Regions from separate parts of the Mus musculus genome. Here region 2 is linked to region 1. A link is a contact called in public Hi-C data. All regions are on one chromosome and are shown on one strand. The core of a region is the stretch at or near the end of the contact, and the rest is flanking DNA. Distances in the headings are between cores, read along the strand shown. Region 1 has its middle 510 kb from the start of Slit2. Region 2 has its middle 62 kb from the start of Slit2.

Region 1 (4,325 bases), core at 1,313-3,812:
CCTTCTTCCTTTGGGGGTGTATAAGTCAGTGGCAATCAACAATGGACACAGTATAAACGTGAGCTGTATTTTTCATTCTACAAATTTCTTTAGGCCAAACTATCGTGAGAATGAAAGTATGGAGTATAGAGATTAATTGTGGTATAAATTCAAGGTTCTATGCTTTCAACTGGTCCATATTAAACTCATTTCCAAACATATTCTATTATTCTTATTTGTATTTCAAAATAACCTGTATATTTGATGAGATTGATTCAGAGGACTAAATGCTTAATGCCCTCTGAGACTTCATAAGTTTTTACCAAGAGCCTACTGTATGCTTTGTACTACAAATTTCTTGGAACAAGCAGCTGAGAAGTCGAAAGTCACATCTTTGGGGGCATGTATAAGTCTCAAAAAATGATGTAGTTAAAGTGTCTAGAATCAGATTTGCTTGGTTAAAGTGTTAATTCCACTTTTCATGGGTGACAATCTCTTTGTGACCTCATCTACCTCCTTGTTTATTTTTGTCTGCTTTTCACATTGACATCATGTTAGTTGTGAATCTTTGCGGTGTTTCAGAGTAGAATTTGATAGCACATGTGAAATACTTAGACTTGCACACTACTGACCAGCAGATATAAAAAAGCATTCAAGTGTCAGAACTATCACTTATTCCAGGGAGCACTGTAGTGAGTACTACCGCCTTCATCATGGGATATGACCATTTTGAGTTAAGAAGATCTTTCTCTTGTGCTTTACCCAGTATGATATCTCGTAAAATATATTCTGTCTGCAGAGAGGAAGACATATTGAGGTCTGGATTAAGGAAAGACTGGTGATAGGTTTCAAAACATGTGTCTTGTTTCTTTGTGTTCCAAGGTTATAATACTAGTTTAGACACTAGTTTAGACACTGCAAATTGCAAATTTGAAGAATGAAACATTGTTGCTGATGCCAGAGAATGTTGTCATGCAGGACACTACAACAGGCATCTTTTTATCATTGATTGCTCAGTACTTTCTGCAGCTTAAATAGTCAAATGCTCACAGTCGGGTTCTGGGAGTGAGTTTCATTATTTGAAATATTTACAGAGCTTGGAAAATAAAATGGCTTAACGTCACCCAGGAAAACTTGGAACCAGACGTTAAGTTCTGTAGGGATAGATGTGAGATGAGTGTTTCACTCTGTACAGTCTACCAATCTCCTTGCTTACCAATGCAAAGGAAGTAAGTATTTTTTAATTGCATATACTAAGTACACATATTTGTTGAAATGTTAGATGATGGAAAATATGAGTCACATTCTTTGCATAAACATTATAAAAACGCTTTTCACAAAAAATATGAGACAATGTACTCTGCATGTGTAATATCTTGAAAAAAACATTGAGGACAAAAAGCAAAATATTCCACATTTTGAGGAAGTGGGCTCCAAATTAATGCCAGGTGAGAGGTGGTAACTGGGGAAATGGTATAAGAGCAAGCTCACACCAAAGTGCAATTCATCTTATTCATTGTTCACAAACTGAGAAGCTGGCTGGATAACAGAATTTGATTGTGTAACTGGGTGTTTATGTCAGTTATAGGCAGGAAATACTGGTCAATAATGTGAACATATTCAGATGCTAACTTTAAATAGGAGCTTTGCAACAACTATACCTACACAAATCTACTTGGCATTTTGGAAGGACGCGTGCAGGATGGGGTAGGACATTTAGCCAGCTGATCTGTTAAATGCTTGCCATGTGAGACAGATAAGGAAATCTTTAGTTCCCACTTCTCAGGTCCTGAAGAGCTGTGGATTTAGTCCATTACCTTACTAGAAAAATAAATGTGGCTCTTTTGGATGATGACTTAAGTGTAGTATCTAGAGATGCGTTTTTTCACTTGTTCTCAACGTGCCCTTTTGAATAGGATGATTAAATGTTGACCAGAACAGAAATCATTATGCTTTTTTAATTTTTAAGAATTTATTTATTTTATAACTGTCATTTTAAATTTTAATTAATTTATATTTACACTTCATATTTTATTCCCTCTCCAATTCACCCTCTGTCTGTTCCACATCCCATACCTCACCCCACAACCTCCTGTTTCCACGTGGATGTCCCCACCCCCCACCCCACCTGACCTCTAAACCCCCTAGGGCCTCCAGTCTCTTGAGGGTTAGGTGCATCATCTCTGAATGAACACAAACCTGGAAGACTTCTACTGTATGTATGTTGAAGGCATCATATCAGCTGGTTTATGTTGCCTGAAATCACTATGCTTTATTTTTTTGAACTAGAATCAACTATAGGTAAGAAAATCTTTGAGAAAATGAATAAATGTACTGAAAATTGGAAAAAATGAATAATTTTAAAGATTTGTAGTGCACAACATGTGGAAGAAAACCATGCTATAATGACTATGACCTCCATAATTCTGTTACCAAGCAACATATGTGTGCATTCAGGAGGGCACAAAAGTACTCTAATCTCAGCCACATGTGAGAATTAAACTGCCATCTAATCCAGGACCCTTCTGTGTATGAGCGGTGAGGTCATCCCACTGTTTCCCTGACACTTCATGTACTATGTAATGACATTTGATATTGCTCTGACGTGGCTGCTTTGGAAGCATTAACACATTGCAGGAGAGAGGTTCATTGTGTTTGAGGAGTCGTGCTCAACAAATTCAATACTCAATCTCAATACACCAAGGGAAAAATAGAACAAGATCGGGTAACAGAGAACAGGGGAGTGAGATGATTTTCTTGCAGGCACGAGATCACTTCCACTTTGCTCAAATGAGGAGGGCTTACACACACTCAGTTTTCTGCAATGCTCCAGTAACCTTCAATAGTTCGAGCCCTGGATCAAATGTTATTCTCCTACCACTTCCGACAGAGAAAAGGCACTTTCATCCCTGAGTCACTTCAAGAAATGAATAATATCTAAACAGTGTGGCCTCTTCTAAGTTAGCCTGAGGTTTGGACACACACCAAAGAGGAAGTACAAGAATAAACATAGCCAAGGCAAAGAATTGGATGAGAAATCCTGAGGACTTTTGGAGTAGGGAAAGGAAAAACAATGTGAAACATGAGTATATCCAGAGAATGAGTTCATTTATGTAACCTGCAGTGATTGGCAACCATTGGCTGGCTTTCTTACACAAATCCTCAAATAAGAAGATAGACACACCTCCAAGGGAAGTGGATCCTTACCAGGAAATGTATGTGCAACCTTCTTACAGATCCATGAGTTTTAAACTGGTCATGCTTTTGTGTCCATTAGCACCTGTCTGCCCTCTGTCCATTACCTTTCTTGTTAGAAAACATAAAAGCCATTTAAGACAGGATTTGGTTATGTGAAATTTCTCTACCAGAAGTATCTGGGACATGCATTCTCCCATTTCTTCATATTTTCTCTTTCTTCTTCCTTCCATTCATTCCTCCTTATCTGTCTATAAAAGCAGGGGGGAAAGTAGGTGTTTTACACTCATTTCCCCTGTCATAAGTGGAGCAAGATCTGCTAATGTTCTCTTTCCAAATCTATCTACCTAAAATTGTATGAGCAGCAGACTTGCCCTGCACTGCGACCTTTATTTTGTATCAGAGTATTTTACATACAATAATGATGGATCAGTTCAACTTGCTATAGTCTTGGATATTCAAATTAAAATGTGAAGGCATCCATATTTTAACATATTAATTAACTTGTCTGTGTTGTCTCCACACAATAAGCTAAAGGAGGCAGGATTTTTCCCTCATTCATGGAACTTCCCCACAGCAGTCACTGGATAAGGGTATTTTCAAAGAAGCTAGGAGAGAAAGACAAACACATGAGAATGGAATTTACATGGGAGACGGATCTACATACTCATTGTCAGGACTCCCAAATGAGACTTTGTCCTAACTATGTAAATATATGAAAGTGAAACTTAATAGGCTATTTTATAAAATTCAGTTCCACAAGTTGTCAAAGACCAGTCATGCCTGGAGAAAAGCGAATCTTCCTCTACCCAAATATTTCTTGGAAAAGAGCTCACCACAGATTGTCTATGTCCTTTGTCACAGACATGACTGACTTGTATATCCCCATGGAGGTGGTAAAGAAGGAACCTGGAGGTTTTTGGAGCAAGAGAATGAATTTTGGAGACACAAAGATCTGACCTCAAACATCTTCCATTTAATACCCTGAGAGCAGGTACAGGTTGCTTGTGCCCCCTGAACCAGGTTTTCTTAGCAAATCTAAACCCTATTGTTCTCAGCCACCTTCAGTTCTGTCCTAAAGAGACATAATAACACTTAGACTTGTGGGTTTTGTAGAAAAGTATAAGGAATAAAAACTAATGCACTCGCAT
Region 2 (4,325 bases), core at 904-3,403, 450 kb after region 1:
TAGCACCTCCTTAACACCTGTTGGGAACCACGTTTCCATTCCATGAGCCTATAAAGGACATTTAAAATCAAATTGCATATGCCAGCAAGATTTTGCTGAAAGGACCCTGATATAGCTGTCTTGTGTGAGGCTATGCCAGTGCCTGGCAAATACAGAAGTAGATGCTCACAGTCATCTATTGGATGGAACACAGGGCTCTCAATGGAGGAGCTAGAGAAAGTACCCAAGGAGTTGAAAGGGTTGGCAACCCTATAGGTGAAGCAACAATATGAACTAACCAGTACCCCCAGAGCTTGTGTTTCTAGCTGCATATGTAGCAGAAGATGGCCTAGTCGGCCATCATTGGGAAGAGAGGCCCCTTGGTATTGCAAACTTTATATGCCCCAGTACAGGGGAATGCCAGGGCCAAGAAATGGAATTGGGTGGGTAGGGAAGCAGGGCGGGGAGGGGTTATAGGGGATTTTAGGATAGCATTTGAAATATAAATGAAGAAAATATCTAATAAAAAATCAAAGCTAAAATACTTTAGTGACCAACAAGATGTCCAGATACATAGTTAAACATTCTTTCTGTGTGAAAAGATGTTTTCAGAGTAGATTCACACTATTAATTACAATTATTTGTTTATTGTTGAGGCGGAAATGCCATGCATACCACAGCGTATAGAGAGAGGTCAGAGGACAACTTTCAGTAGCCTACTCCCCCACCTCTTTTCTACCTTATAATCTTAGACTGAACTCATTTCTTCAAGCTTGGCATCAAGTCCCTTTACCGTGGAGCCATGTTGCCTGGCCTATATTCACATTTACATTGTAGAAATTATTAAAGCATATGTCTTTATCCAAAGCAATGGTAGAGATGGCCCAAGCTGCTGACATCCTGATTGAATAAAATGTAGAGGAGAATAAACTTGCTATCTGCCTGACTGCTTGGTAGTGGGATTCTCCATCTTCTTCTCTGAGTTCTCCCAGTACTCCAACCTTGATTATTGACCTAACATCATCTCTTGGATTCCCTGCCCTTCATTGTACATTGTCAGCTTTACTTTGAAAAAATGAAAACAAATAGATTCAAATCAAAACCTTTTAACTTTGTCTTGACAACCATACACTTGCCATCTTGAAAACTACACGTCTCCAGGAGCACTCAGTGAGATTTCCCCAAAGGCAGAATGTTTTCAGTCACCAATGAAGAGTGATAAGGCATAGGAAAAGAGGAATCATAGCAGAACCTGGAAGTCTGATCAACTTGCTGTTTGTGCCTCTTGGAACTAGAGAAGCATAGAAGTGAAATAATTCACCTCCCAGGACATGCCCTGGATGATGAGACTTCAGATGAGGTTACATGGGAAGGCAGGCAGAGCCAGAATTCCTGATAACCACTAGATTGGTATGTTTGCCAACTTTTTGTCACTTTCTTTCCCAGATGAAAGCACTGAACACTTGCCCATGTATATTAGGAAAAATTAACAAGAGAAATCCTTAAATGTCTTGGATTTTAATAAACTTCACACAGACGATATGTTTCTGCTGTTTTTATTGTTATCATTGTTGTTTTGTTTTGTTTTGTTTTGTTTTAACTTAAAATCCTATCAATACTCTTTAATTTTTTTCCTTAGGAGCATAAAGGACATTTGGAATACATATATGTATTAAGAAAATTGCTACTTAGAGGGTTAACGGCATCTTGTTTCAATTATTGAATTGCTGCTATTTTAATTTTGTTGATATATTTAACTCTGAATGTTCTAGACTTCCCAACATCAGCTATTTGGTAAAAGAAATACGCAATGTCTCCATTAGTAGGTTTTCCAGTCTCCATTGCAAAATGCCACATTCACTGAACTGCTAAGAGCTTCTTTAGAAAGTCCTAAGCAAGTTTCGTTTTTATTGGCTGGTTCATGTCCTTTGCCTCAGTTTCTCAAGTGTTGTATGGAAATCCCCTTCCTTCATCATCAGCATGACTAATTTCTTTTTAATTAAATACCAATGTTGCTTCACTTCCTCTACATTTGGGCAGTTTTCTTCTCTTTCAACAAGCTTTTTGTGAGGAAAAAATATTTACTACAAAGTGAAAACAGGTTTCTCTGTGGGTGTCCTGATAGCATTGTCACTTTCTAGATCATAGAATGTGTTGGCAGTTTAAATGCTTGCCTGACCTTTATAGAAGTTTTCAAATAGCTATCATATTTTAGTGTTATTTCCCAACATCTCTGAGTAAACTTTGTTTAGAATTTTGCTTTTAACAAACTGGTATAGTGGAATGACTTCCAGTCCAATTGGCAACACATAAGTGAATTCTGGTGAATATACATTCCTAATGTATAGAAATGCAGATATGCTAGGAACAGGAAAGACTAACCTGACTGAGAATAAATATGTCTATAATATTGCAACATTTCTGATTTTAAGATGAGGAGATTTAGACTCAGACAATAACAAGACTAAAGTCATGGGAAATGAATAAAATATGCTGTCAGTTCTAGACACTGATATCCACTCTATCACCGCACACTGCCTTTACATTTTGGCATTTCTGGGATGAATTCCTTCCATTGAAAGGCTGTTGGAGTGAGTGGGCACGGGATGTAGAAGAATGCTGAGACATATTTGTGGCTTTAAGACAATGAACAAATCAGGCATTAGTCAGCCGTTTTCCTCTTTTCCACCCAGTTTAGAAATTTTGGAGAGACAATAAAGTATTTTATTTTATTCCAGTAACTCTTCAATACTTCCAAGAAATACAAGACAAAGAGAAAACACTTAAAGAACATGTTCCTTCACCTGAGTCATTGGACCTGTAAGTTAGAGAGAAACATTTACAAATACTAGAGAATAATATTCTTTTTAAAAATCTTTTTGTTAGCTATTTTCTTGGTTTATATTTCAAATGTTATCCCCTTTCCTGGTTTCCTCTCAAAAAAAACCCTATACCCTCTCCCCTCCCCTCCTCATCAAACCACCCACTCCCTCTTCCTGGTCCTGGCATCCAGCCTTCACAGGACCAAGGGCCTCTCCTCCTATTGATGGCCAACTAGGCCATCCTCTGCTACAATTGCAGCTAGAGCCCTGAGTCCCACTCTGTGTTTTCTTTGGTTGGTGGTTTTGTCCCAGGGAGCTCTATGGGTACTGGTTAGTTCATATTGTTGTTCCTTCTATGAGCCTGCGCAAACCCCATTAGCTCCTTGAGTAGTTTCTCTAGCTCCTTCACTGGGGACCCTGTGAACCGTTCAATGAATAGCTGTAAGCATCCACTTCTGTATTTGTCAGGCACTGGCAGAACCTCTCAGGATCTGTATGATAAGAACTTCAAGTCTCTGAAGAAAGAAACTGAAGAATATCTCAAAAAGTGGAAAGATCTCTCATGCTCATGGATTGGCAAGATTAATATAGTAAAAATGGCTATCTTGCCGAAAGTAATCTACAGACTCAAAGCAATCCCCATCAAAATTCCAACTCAATTCTTCACTGAGTTAGAAAGGGCAATTTGCAAATTCATCTGGAATAACAAAAGACCCAGGATAGCAAAAAATTATTCTAAACAATAGAAGAACTTCTGGTGGAATCACAATGCCTGACCTCAAGCTGTACTACAGAGCAATTGTGATAAAACTGCATGGTACTGATATAGTGACAGACAGTGGAATAAAACTGAAGACCCAGAAATGAGCCCACACACCTATGGTCACTTGATCTTTGACAATGGAGCTAAAACCATCCAGTGATAAAAAGACAGCATTTTCAACAAATGGTGCTGGCTCAACCTGTGGTTAGCATGTAGAAGAACTCGAATGATCCATTCTTATCTCCTTGAACTAAGTTCTAAGTGGATCAAGGTCCTCCACATAAAACCAGGACACTGAAACTTGTAGAGGAGAAAGTGGGGAAAAGCCTCAAAGATGTGGGCACAGGGGAAACATTGCTGAACAGAACACCAGTGCCTTGGGCTGTAAGATCGAGAATGGACAAATGGGACATCATGATATTGAAAAGCTTCTGAAAGGCAAAGAACACTGTCAATAAGACAAAAAGGTCACCAAAAGATTAGGAAAGGATCTTTACCGATCCTAAAACAAAGAGAGGGCTAATATCCAATATATACAAAGAACTCAAGAAGTTAAACTTCAGAGAACAAATAACCCTATTTTAAAAATGGGGTACAGATCTAAACAAAGAATTCTCAACTGAGGAATACTGAATGCCTGAGAAGCACATAAAAATATTCAACATCCATAGTCATCAGGAAAATGCAAATCAAAACAACCCCAAGATTCCACCTCACACCAGTCAGAATGGCTAAGATCAAAAACTCAGGTGATAGCAGTT

Evidence for each region. A called contact is a pair of places that touch in the nucleus more often than the background predicts.
Region 2: a Hi-C map of the C2C12 cell line shows a contact between it and region 1, with 1.9 times the contacts expected there. The contact joins two enhancer-like sites.

The regions. Positions count from the first base shown.
Region 1 is chr5:47,469,664-47,473,988 of GRCm38.p6, forward strand. No RefSeq gene overlaps it. Among named protein-coding and RNA genes, the nearest start is that of Slit2, 510 kb to the right of the region's middle. Within about 2 kb of position 2,563, at least 43 of the 459 cell types and tissues checked have an H3K27ac peak or open chromatin away from gene starts, as enhancers often do. A contact at or near this core is called in the C2C12 cell line, where this site is marked.
Region 2 is chr5:47,919,333-47,923,657 of GRCm38.p6, forward strand. No RefSeq gene overlaps it. Among named protein-coding and RNA genes, the nearest start is that of Slit2, 62 kb to the right of the region's middle. Within about 2 kb of position 2,154, at least 23 of the 459 cell types and tissues checked have an H3K27ac peak or open chromatin away from gene starts, as enhancers often do. A contact at or near this core is called in the C2C12 cell line, where this site is marked.